Linked DNA regions of Zea mays: region 2 is linked to region 1. Evidence: chromatin contacts called from public Hi-C data. All regions are on one chromosome and are shown on one strand. Each heading gives the region's core, a stretch centred on a gene start, on an enhancer-like site or on the middle of the called end of the contact. The rest is flanking DNA. Distances are from core to core; before and after follow the strand shown.

What was found. A called contact is a pair of places that touch in the nucleus more often than the background predicts.
Region 2: a Hi-C map of leaf shows a contact between it and region 1, with 8 times the contacts expected there. The contact joins the enhancer-like site here to the promoter of LOC541638 in region 1. A contact is called at or near these places in 9 of 25 Hi-C or Micro-C datasets (bundle sheath, ear, leaf and 4 more) and 2 of 3 datasets of contacts at active chromatin or transcription factors (leaf and seedling).

Annotation. Positions count from the first base shown.
Region 1 is chr5:95,345,526-95,351,732 of Zm-B73-REFERENCE-NAM-5.0, reverse strand. LOC541638 (response regulator 9) reads left to right here and starts at 2,808. Exons shown (of 6, transcript NM_001111393.1): 1 at 2,808-3,044; 2 at 3,680-3,832; 3 at 4,265-4,660; 4 at 4,774-4,850; 5 at 5,409-6,207. The coding sequence starts at 2,891.
Region 2 is chr5:95,612,906-95,619,112 of Zm-B73-REFERENCE-NAM-5.0, reverse strand. No RefSeq gene overlaps it. Among protein-coding and RNA genes, the nearest start is that of LOC100272320, 53 kb to the left of the region's middle. Within about 2 kb of position 3,567, at least 19 of the 20 cell types and tissues checked have an H3K27ac peak or open chromatin away from gene starts, as enhancers often do. A contact at or near this core is called in bundle sheath, ear, leaf and 3 more, where this site is marked.

The sequences.
Region 1 (6,207 bases), core at 1,559-4,058:
ACACAGCAGCAAGCGGTGGTGTGGGTGTTGTGGGGAGCTGTCTACCGATTGCCACTTTCTGTGCCACTGCCACACTACTACTACTACACTAGCCTTTGTTGAGGGCTTTTTTGTTTTTGTTTGCTGCTGCTGCTGGCATGTAGTAACAAGGTTAGCTGGATGGATATGTCCGGTTAGTGGGGTTCCTTAAAATATACCCTTTTTGGATCACCATCACACGTATATAGCGTAGGCCACTGCGGCTAGGCTAGGCGCGACTGGCCGTTTCGTGTTCATCTTAGCACACACCAAACGAAGGCACTTTCACCACCACGGACAAATCTGAATTATTCGCCCACCCGTGTAGTACAGCAACGACGCAAATCGTAGTAACACATAGCGCCCACACTTACTTTTTTTTAGTGGTAGAATTACATAGCTCTCTCTACTACTAGTACTTTTTTTTAGTACTCGCAAGGTTCTAGGTTCGCTTGCTACGTACCCCTAGCTAGCTAGCTAGTACTCCTAGTTGTTTAGGCCATTTGAATCTCAATAACCTAGTGGCTCTGTGATCCGTGCGTGCCCTTTGTTTTGCCCCTCGCATTCACATCCCGTATCCTACACCATTACAAGCTACACTTAATATTTTTTTAAAAAAACAATCTGCTAACACACCAGATTAATTGAGGAATCGTGAAGGGGCATCTGCGCTGCGGCCACGAGATTCTTCCGTCCGTGACGGCAAGCTGACGTGTTTGGTACCTCAGAATACTGCCAGGGAATACGTACGTATTATTAGAGAAATTGCCAGCGAATACTTATATTATAGTAGAAAACTGGCAGGGGAAAAAAAGGGTAGTTATTGGCACGGAAGTACAAAAAAACACAGGGTGTACTATATAGTATACTAAGCCAATGATGTTGTACTGGTGCCTCACGTACGTACTTTAAGCACCATGATGATGGTAATAAATATACGCACGGCTCAAGGACAGCGCTGCTCGCATATAATGAAAACCAGCAGCCACATGCCATGCGCATATTTTGTTGATTAAGCTAGCGCGTCTTGGAGCTGGACGGCAGATTAGCAAAAGCACGCGAGCGAGAGAGAACAAACGCACCCAATTCCGGGACGCAGAACCTTTAGCTTATTTCTATTTGTTAGGCTGTACGCAGTCGAAGACTGCGTGGCCTGCGCTATCCACTATAGCGTAAAACACCTTCTGCAGCGGAGACTGTATGGAGTGCGCTATTTTGCAGTGGCAGTGGAGGAGCGATATATCAAGCGTTGTACGGATGCAGTGCGCTATCCACTGTGCCGTGAGGTTGGCCAGCAAAAACGCGGTCACGTTTACATAGGAGAGAATTAAAAAATGATATAATACGTAGTAGTTGGTATAGGGTTGAGATATGGAGTAAATATGACTGCGGAGGTTTATGGTATAGAGTAGAGAACCTTGCTAAAAAGGATAGAATATTCTTTTTAGAGTAGAAATTTAGAGTTGTATGAGTGCAGATAGCCTTAGAAGGCGTTATTGCTTGCCCTGATCTAGGAGTTCCTGTTGAGCGAGCGACAAAAAAAGGAAAGGATGGATGATGTCTGCGTGTGTGTGTGAGAGAAAAACCCCCTCCCACTGCTAGTAGTAGATATTTCAAAAGCGAAGCGCTTTCCTTCCACGGAGCTAGAGGTTTATAGTAATTTCAAGTTAGAGGTCAGTAATATATATTTATATTTATATATATGTGGCAGTGGGTACGTGTGTGCGTGCGTGGACACCGGAGAGTTGTCGACGAATGGATCTGCGATCCGGCGGGAGCGGAAGCCCGGGCTAGCAGCTAGCTAATCCCAGAGACGACGCCGAGCTGTCGTGCATCGCTAATAATCAACCTTATCGCGAGCTTTGTTTAATCAAGCAAGCCCATAATTAAACCCAGCTCGGGCTGGCCAGGCCAGCTGCTCGACCCACGTCATCGCCAACCATCGCCGGAAAAGAAAATGCCCCCCGTCTTCTGCTGGTTACTTGTCTCCGGGTGGGTTGGGTAGATCCAACACCGCCGTAGCTATCTCGCTCACTAGTCTGCCGCCGCAACCGTCCGAGTCCCAGAGATAAATAAATATACTACTCGAGGAACCGGAGATAGATAAATATACAGAAAAAGCACAAGGGAAATATATGAGAATAATTAGGAATAAAAAGAGCCAGAGCCATATACGTTTTTTTAAAAAAAATAAAAAAAAACATCACATGGAATCAAAACAACAGCTGCTGTACTATGTACGTTGTCCACAAACGCAGAATGGCAAGAACCGAAAAGGCGACTCGGAACGAACCCTAAAAAGGACAGTGGCGCCCTGGCGCGCGTATACACGCGGAATGCACCACGGCAAGAAACAAAAAACGGCCCCCCCCACCCCAACCCCACCCCACCGATGGCACTGGCAGCACAGCAGCGGCGTATAGAGGCCTGAATAAACGGCAGGAAATATGAAAGCGTAATAAAAGGAAAACGAAAGGAGGCCGAAAAAAAGGTTACCATCTTTGCACTGCATGAGCTCCCTCCAATCCAATCTCCCGTTCACCTTCCTCTTCCCCTCTCTCTCACCTCCCTCCTATTATTATTGGGTTCTTCACCGTACCCCACACACACCCTTCTCCCCCAACCCCATCTCTCTCTCTCTGCCTGCGTTCTCCTGGTGCTGCTCTCGCTCTCCTCCCCTGCTTTGACCTCCCCGCCTTTCCCCGCCGTTTCTTGGATTTCTAGGATCCAGACAACCGCCCTTGTGAGCCTGCCTTCCTGCCTACTACCTGCGTACGTACAGGAGGGTCCTTGCTTGGGTGATCCGGGTGCCTGGTTTCTCGGTTCCGCGGCTTCCGCTGCTGTTGGATTCGCCGAGCCGGAGCCGCCGGAGATGACCGTCGACGAGCTGAAGCTGCAGGCGAGGGCCAGCGGCGGCCACGGCGCCAAGGACCAGTTCCCCGTCGGCATGCGCGTGCTCGCCGTCGACGACGACCCGACCTGCCTCAAGATCCTCGAGAACCTCTTGCTCCGCTGCCAGTACCATGGTATGCCACGCTCCTCTCGCTCCCCTCTCTCTCTCTCTTCCCCGTATGCTTGGTTCCCTACTCTTCTCATCGGATTGTACATACATCCTGCCGTTCTTTTTCACCTTTATTGTCCCCGATTCGGCTCTTCGGTTTGGTTTTATTTAGTTTCCGTTGTTCGCGTGTATCAACTATCAAGAAGTCTACGGAGATATTTGGGTTGCTGTTTTTGCATTTTTTTTCATCACATAAATAGCAACCCCGACTTTATGCCCCCACCCCCACTTCCTCCTCCTGTTGTTTTCGCCGTGAAATATTTTTTTGCCATGTAATGTCATGTCAGGCTCAGTTTCATCTTCTTTCTTCTGCAAATAATAATAATCGGGTTTGACTCTGCTGATCCGATTTTGTTTGGTTTTTTTTACCACGCGCTGGCACACGGCTATATTTAGAACAATCTTACCTTCCAAAGCTTTTCCAACCGCCAGCTGCGCGATTTCTGTAAACTTGTGTGTCCTGTCCATTTCCGATCTCCACCGCGGTCTGGCTTTGTTCAACGGAAAGAAAAAAATCGTTCTCGCTAACTTTCCTCGAAGTCGAGTGATTCCACATGTGTAATGTGTTCCTCCGGAGGGCTTTGACTTGTGATGCCGCAGTGACAACAACGGGACAGGCAGCCACGGCCTTGAAGCTGCTGAGGGAGAAGAAGGACCAGTTTGACCTTGTGATCAGCGACGTCCACATGCCGGACATGGACGGCTTCAAGCTCCTCGAGCTTGTGGGCCTCGAGATGGACCTCCCGGTCATTAGTAAGCCTTCGCTTGCCCACTCCTGTTCCTGCCTTTATTGCAGTTGCAGCAGGCCAATGATCTCAAAATTTTGGCATTGCTTGAAAAATCATCATTGTGGAATGAATATATCTTGTATGGTACCATCTGGTTACTTTGTTTTTTACCTCCATTAGACAGCTGAAAACCTCGCCCGATTTGTAAAGAAGTTTTCTTGTTCAATGAGGCATTGAATTTGGGAGGAATGGCAAGCCTCATGAAAACTTCTGTATGCCCTCCCTACACGTGACCACTAAAAGAAAGAGTTAGACAGGACAAAAGTCTGCAGGCATAATGAACGCCAATTAGTTTCCTACAGGAACTTCAATTATTTCTGCTGGTTCAGTGTACAATGTGCACAGCATCTGCATTTGTCTTTGATCTGAAAACTGACCCTGTATCATCATCATGCAGTGCTGTCTGCAAATGGGGAGACACAGACAGTCATGAAGGGGATTACCCATGGAGCATGTGACTACCTGCTGAAGCCAGTGCGTATTGAGCAGCTGAGGACTATATGGCAGCATGTGGTTAGGCGGAGGAGTTGTGACGCCAAGAACAGTGGCAATGACAACGATGATTCGGGTAAAAAGTTGCAGGTGGTGAGCGCTGAAGGTGACAATGGCGGTGTTAATCGCAACAAGAGAATTTCACGCAAGGGTAGGGATGATAATGGTGATGACGGTGATGATTCTGATGACAACAGTAATGAGAATGGAGACTCGTCGAGCCAGAAGAAGCCAAGGGTTGTGTGGTCTGTTGAATTGCACCGAAAGTTTGTGGCTGCTGTCAACCAGCTTGGCATTGACAGTAAGAGCTCTGATTATATAACTTAGTTATCAGAATGTTAACTAATAAATTTACTCTTTTTTGGTATATTATCCATGAATCTTAATAGCATATACTCGTGACTATAAATGCAGAGGCTGTTCCAAAGAAAATATTGGATCTTATGAATGTTGAGAACATCACAAGGGAGAACGTTGCAAGTCATCTGCAGGTGTGATTTCCGTTCTTACATAGTTATGTTTGCCCTCATATTTATGTTTCTATATAATGCCCATCACATGTTTATTATCTGACATCTTTGGAACTTATGATTACATCAACTGTAAGCTTCAACACTATGTATCTTGAAAGAGGATTCTTGGATTCTTGTTGCATTTTTTGTTTCTTTGTGGCTTGGCCTTTATAAGGGGTTGTAGATGTTTTAGCCTACTGAGGCATCTCTGCCGTTGAGGCATAACTTTGAGTTCTTATTTTCCTTACTTCAATGGAAGGCATAGCTCCTACCATTTTCTTTAAAAAAACACATGAACTACATTTTCTTTTGTTTTCACCATATCTAGGAACTTCTCAAAACCTATCAGCATTTCTTCACATGCTTGTTATACTTCTGAAAGAAACATAAAGTGATATCAGCAAGCATATTGATCAGGTTTTACAGTTCATGTCCTTTGAAAGACAGCAAATTTCGTTGATCACTTGGGCAACTTTTTATTTTTGCTTGGTTGCAATTAGAAACACATTTAATAAATCCTTCTTTGATGGTTTGCAGAAGTATCGGCTGTATCTGAAAAGACTCAGCGCAGATGCAAGCAGGCAGGCTAACCTAACTGCTGCATTTGGAGGAAGAAACCCTGCTTATGTGAACATGGGACTAGACGCCTTCAGGCAGTACAATGCATATGGGAGATACCGGCCAGTTCCAACCACTAACCATTCACAGCCAAACAACCTCCTTGCAAGGATGAACTCTCCTGCATTTGGTATGCATGGTCTGCTGCCTTCGCAGCCACTTCAGATTGGACACAACCAGAACAATCTGAGCACTTCCCTAGGGAATGTCGGGGGGATGAACAACGGCAACCTGATCAGGGGTGCGCATATGCCACTGCAGGATACTAGCAAATGCTTTCCTACTGGCCCTTCTGGTAATTCGTTCGCGAACATATCAAACAGCACACAACTGGTTACGACAAACAACTTGCCATTACAGTCTCTTGAGCCAAGCAACCAACAACACCTTGGTCGGCTGCATTCCTCTGCAGACCCTTTCAACTCATTTGTTGGTGAGCCCCCCCAGTTTGCAGATCTTGGAAGGTGCAACACCACCTGGCCAACCGCGGTCTCATCATCCAATGTTCAGGAGATTGGCCAGAAGGACAGGATCGTGAATAGGCCCAAGCTTGAGCCTCTCTCAAGCTTTACAGAAGCATCCAGTCAGATCCCTTTGCTGGGAAGTGAAATGCAGAGCCACCAAGTAGCATCACTAGCCAGCAACGGTCTTCCGATGCCGTTCACTCAGGAAGCGGTGCCCTTCGCTTATGGAAGCAGCACGAACTCGAGAGAGATGC
Region 2 (6,207 bases), core at 2,318-4,817, 270 kb before region 1:
TGTTCTTCCACTTTGTTACAATACCCAAGTCCAGAACTGTATGGATTAGCCACTAACATGCTTTCAAAGTTGCTTCATACTGTAAAAACTGGAGTTCAGAGATCTCACTCAGAAATTCCAGGATTAACATTCCACTTTGGAGCAAGGTTTACAAGCAGTTCCATATGGTTTTAGGGCTAAGCAACTTAATCAAGTTTGTGCACCTAGTGTAGCTCTACAGATTTGCCACAATGATCATCTTCAAAGTATCCATAGATCAAAAGTTACAAAGGCCCAAATACAGCTAGCTGATAATATTCTCATAAATCCAAGGCCTAAGTCAAAATTAAATTTTGAGTTTTCTCCACTTTTTGCTATAAAACCTAGAAATCTCCACACATGAAACTTGTTTGATTTAGAAAACTCTATGACTTAATATTTTTACTTTTGGCAAAATATTGCCAGATCATAAATTCCACTTCTAGGTCAAACCTAAAGTTTCTCAAACTAGGTTTATCTACTCTCCGCTGATCACCACATCAAATTTAGATTGTTTTTTACTCTAGTGAATGCATTCTAGGTGTATTACAACCCAAAGGTGCCAATGCATATGATGTCAATGCCAAGTTTTAGTTCTAGTAACACCAGGGGTGTTACAAAAACCTTAGGTTGTAATATTTTGCTTTCAGTGAGGTCTATCATGTCAAGCACTGGAACATTGAGGCAGGCACAATTCCTTTGCTGATCTAAATCTCATCTCCAGCTTTTGAGAGATGATAGTTCCCCCATTGGGACTACTAATCCACTGGTTTATTCGTTCAATTGAATGTTTGGGCTAACTAATGGATAAATAGTAAGTGAAAGATTGCTTACCATTTAGCCTTTAGGATAACACTGAGATCTATGCAGACACTTGTGGGGACTGTAGCATTATTGAGGGCGAGAAAGCACGCTGATTCAACAATAGATGTCTAAGGCTAGATTTGTCGGATGGCCCATGGCACGACATGGTTTTAAGTCGCCATGAGAACAACCCGACCCGCTGGCCGCTGGACCCATGCCAGCCCGATCAATTGGCCACGGGGCCTATGTTAGTCCGACCTGATCATCATGTTGTGTTTGAGCCTTAGGTGTGACATGGGGGGCTAGGTCCGACACGACCTACTTTTTTTTCATTTTGTATAAAAATACCTATATTATGCTTGGGGGGTACAAAGTATAAAACACAAAAACGAATTGTGGTGGTGGGTGGATGTAAATGTGTGTTTGAAGGCAACAACCATGGTTAAAACTACCACTTGTGTATATTTTTTGTTTATTTTTGTCATTTAAACGTCATGGGCTGCCATAAGCCCGTTGGGCCATAGACTGGACCAGCACGATTACTGGTATGGCGGGTTGTGCCTAGGCCCACTCGTGGCTCATTGGTCGGCACAACATGACCCGTTGGCCAATATAGGTCTATGGTTAATGCTATCTCCCGCAGACTCTTTATCCCACCACCTATTTCAAACTTCACTCTATAAATAATGCAATCTACAGTGCAAAACATTATTTATGCTTTAATGATACAAAATTAAATATGAAATAATGATGAAAATTTCTTAACAATTCTTCTAACATAAGTTATGATGTCCTCAACCACTCAAAAAATACGAACTTGAAATTTAACTTGTACAATGAGAAACAAAAAAAGAGACAAATCTCACTCTAATAAAATTTGTCCTTTTGTTTCTCCAAGTACAAGTTGAATTTTAAGTTCATGTTTTTTGGAGCAATCGAGGACATCATAATTCATATTAGAAAATATTTTGTTTAAAAAAATTCATCAATATTTTATATCTAGTGTTATAGCATTAAAGTTACTATCTTATTTGGTCCCTAACTTATCAAAATAAGTATAAAAAGATACAATATATTTTTTAGCTAAATTATGTTATTAGGTACCGACTAACGAAATTTGAAATGAAAACTTTGTTAATATAAAGTAATGAAAAGGATAAATTTTGTTAAGGGGGTAAATTGAATCAACTCAAAGGAATGGTATAATTTAGAATTTTTTTCAAAAAAAAAAACCTCGAACCAGGTCTAGATGGAGAAAAGAAATCTGAACAACTGAACCTCTATGCGGCATCGTAATGGGTCAAAGCCCTCCTGGGCTTGGGCCAGGCTGGACTAAAGATTTGCCCAAATGTAATCTGAAATTCTCGCGAGGAAATAGAAAGGGGGGGGCCTTTGCGAGCTGCAGCTGGTCGCACGCTGTAACCGGCAAGGCAGCACGTCAACCGTGGTGGCGGAAACGAATTGCACAGGTCACGGGCGTGGTTTCGACTAGGGATGAAAACGGAAACGGTAATTTTCGGATACCGAGAATCGTTTTCGAAATTTTACTGAAATTTCGATCTAAACGGAAACAGAAATGGTTACCGAAAATACGGAAACGGAATTGGTAGAAAAAATCGGAATCGGAAACAGAAACAGTTTAGCCTTTTTCCGACCGTTTCTGGAAATTACCGTTTTCATCCGGTATTTTACCGTCGGTAATAAATTCGGTATTTTTTAGAAAAATATTAAATCTGAGCTGACCTTTATAAATTCATAATAAACTCATCTTAGCTTAGAAAAATGTGAAACTAATTTTATTATTTTTCTAAAATCAAGATCTATCTAATGATATATAGTTTAGAATCGTTTGAAACTTTTATAAATCTTATTTATGTTTTCTTATCTATTATTAATCTTGATACATATATTCATAATTTGCACGAGAACTTAAGAAGGACTAAGAGAACACTAATTATATTGACTATGCCAAGTAGTAGGGGTACAAATAGAATGTCAGTGTCATATCATTATACATATCTTGATTCTACTTTATTTAAATGCATAATAATGATTTTATTATTATATACTTCTTACCTTATATATTTATTGTGACCTCCTATCTTATATATTATTACTAATTTTATATGAATGTATGACTTGTGTGATTTTTTGAAGTCAATTGAGGGTATATGTTAAAGTTTTTACCGATCGTAACCGGTGTAATTTTCGTATCGAACTTTTGTTTTCGATGATTCCGAATTACCGATGTCGTTTTCGTTTCAGGAGTTACCGTTTCCGATCTCGTTTCCGAGAAAAAATATGGAAACGAAAATTATTTTAGTGTTTACCGATCGTTTTCGACCGTTTTCACCCCTAGTTTCGACGCCGAAAATCAAACGTCTCTCGGTGTATATATATATATATATATTTCTTCTGTGGCTGAGAGATGACGTGCTGCAGACGCGGGCTCCAAGTTGTGGTCGGCCACTTGGGCACGCACGACTGCACGAGGCCGCGTGACAGCGTCCGTCCCTCCACTCATCCATTCCGGCTCCGCGCCGCGGCGCGGAAGGCGTGGGGTGCGGTGGGGCGCGGGCGGCGGGCGCGGACGCGGGACGCCCGACCCGGACTTTTTTTTGTTTGGGCAAAGCAACCGCACCTCTTTCCGGGCCCTTTTACGCACGTTGCCTTGCCTGCCTCTGTCTGCATGCGTCCGCGGGTCGCCGTGCCGTGCGTGTCCTCTCCCTTCTCCGCGGGGGCGAGACAGAGAGAGAGAGGCTGGCATGTGGCCGCCCACCGAGGGCTCGGCGCCCGGAAAAGCCCGCGCGCGTACCCAAGCGAGTGCGACGGAGAGCGAGCGAGACGCACCTGGACGCGAAAGGCGTCAAAAGACTCGGCGTCTCGGGCCGACGGCCTCTCGGGCTCGGTGGAGTTCCCGGGAAAAGGATGGGGGAATGGGCGGTAACTTAATTGGTGCCAATGCGCTCGTGCCTGAAAAAGAGAGAAGGAATCACCGCGTCGTCGCTCTTCTCGCTTTGCCCGGTCGTCTCGTTCACCGGCCTGCTTAAAAGTGGCGATTTTTAGGCTAGTTTATTTATTTACCACAGCTGCCGCCTTCGGCCTTTTTGTTTTTTTTGCCTGGGCGAGCTGGCTGGAGGCTGGGTGCGCGTCAAGTGCACTAGTGTTAGTACGTAGTACTGCTAATATACTGCACCGGCGAGTTCTTTCGCCGTTTCGAGTCCGGTTAAAGATGGCGATTAAACCTAGCGTCATGGTCACGTTTGTAATAATTTTTAGCACCTGCGAATTTGACTGCCGCGCACAGCACACACCACTGCAATAGTAGGATCTCCAATGGCCGGCGCACGGAGATTCGTGCGCTGTAGCTTGGGGACTTGTGGGGGGCGCAGCCCTGCTAATGATTGTTGTGGCCGCGGGAAATGGAAATGCACTGCACAAGTGCAGCTTCTCTCTGCATCAACGACTCGAGGGGACCAGTAAAAAATTAAAAATCATCGCTTCTCGGAAAGGAGCAAGCCAAGCTGGAGTAGAACTTTACTGTCACTGCACGCTACTAGTGCTGCTACAACTCGCTAACTCTAATCATCCACTACTTCTTTATTTTAGGAATTAACTTGTTTCACCTGAACTAGTAGTACTAACAGAGTACGTAGCGCTTCTTTATTTGATTAACGCATTTCCATCAGACGAATGAAAACACAAAGTGGGGAGTCCTATCCCAGTTTTCAGCTAGCGACCGGACGGGAGCTCTTCTTTGTTTCCAGCTATAGCCTATGGATCGTACTCTAACTTCAATAAAAAAGCTAAAACAAAGATATAGGGTGTGTTTTTTTATGCCAGATGATACTCCAATCCAACAATCTTTTCAAACCCAACATTCGTTGGACGATTATCGTGCATGCCATTCATAAACTACAAATCCACCTGTCAAATAGCTATTAGCAAAAAAAGAAAAGAAAAAGCCCTTGGGTCCTCACTCGTCGCTCAGCTCATCGCTCTCCGCTATCGAGGATGTACCGCTTTTAATAAGGATCTGCCTAAAGCAAACGTGAGCGAACCATGCTTTCTTACGGGAGGCGAATGGAAACAGAATTTGGGAAACCTAGCTCCGGTGTGGTCGGGATGCTACACCCTAATATCAAAAGGTGTCATAGATAATTAGAGAAAGAAGGGTCCGCTGCAATAGAACGTCAACACGATAATATTCACATGCACGATGTAAAGAGATATGGACTCGCTAAAACTAATAGTTAGCAGCTAAAATTAACCGAGATGTTTAGAATGGTTCACCTAATATACTATCTAATCGTAGTTATATTTCTCGAATAGCTATTAATTGTTAGTTTCTCTAACTAAGCTAAAACCAGTTAACAACTTATTAGTCTACTAACAATTAGTTTTAGATGTTTGACATAGGGCTTAGGCCATGTTTAAAAACCCTAGAGCTAATGTTAGCCACTAAAATAAGTTATATGGGTTCCAAACACCTCAGTGCTACCATAGCTAATTGTTAGTTAAACCCCTAGCTAACAATTAGTTCATTAGCTACCCTAAGCCAGCTAAAACTTTGCAAAATACATCCGATGCACATGTTCATCTACTCCCATGCGTCTTTGTGATGTCTCATTTGGGCGTCGCCGAACCATAGGGCCACGCCGCTAGGGATGCAACACAGTGTGGGTTGAGTCGAGTCCATCGTCCGCGGACCCACTCCAAAAACTCGAATCCGCTATGGGTGAAAATCTAGCCCTAGACCCAAACCTGCGATAACCTCGAAACCCGACGGGGCACCCGTAGACCCCCAAAGATTTCCTTTTTGACACAGTTGCAGATGACGCGAGATGGCGACATGAGAGGGCTGAGACAATGACGCTGAGGTGATATTATTTAGGCTTTAGTATACTTAATATATATATATATTACTATTTATAATATATGTTACAATAAATATTTATATGTTTATGAAATATATTTATTTACCCTCCTCTCCCTCCTATCCTCTCTCTCTCCTCTCTCCCTCCTTCTCCATCCTCTCTCTCTCCCTCTACCTCTGAAAGTAGCCTAGAGGGGTGAATAGTGAAAGTCGCCTAGAGGGGGGTGGATAGGCGAAATCTGAAATTTATAACTTAATCCACAAACTACAAGCCGGGGTTAGCATTAGAGTGAATATCAAGTCCGAGAGAGAGGGAAAACAAATCAACAAAGAAAATAAAGCGGATGGCACGATGATTTGTTTTACCGAGGTTCGGTTCCAAAGAACCTAGTCCCCGTTGAGGTGGTCACAAAGAATGGGTCTCTTTCAACCATTTCCCTCTCTCAAACGGTCACTTAGACCGAGTGAGCTTTCTCCTTAATGAAACGGGTCACTTAGACCCCGCAAGG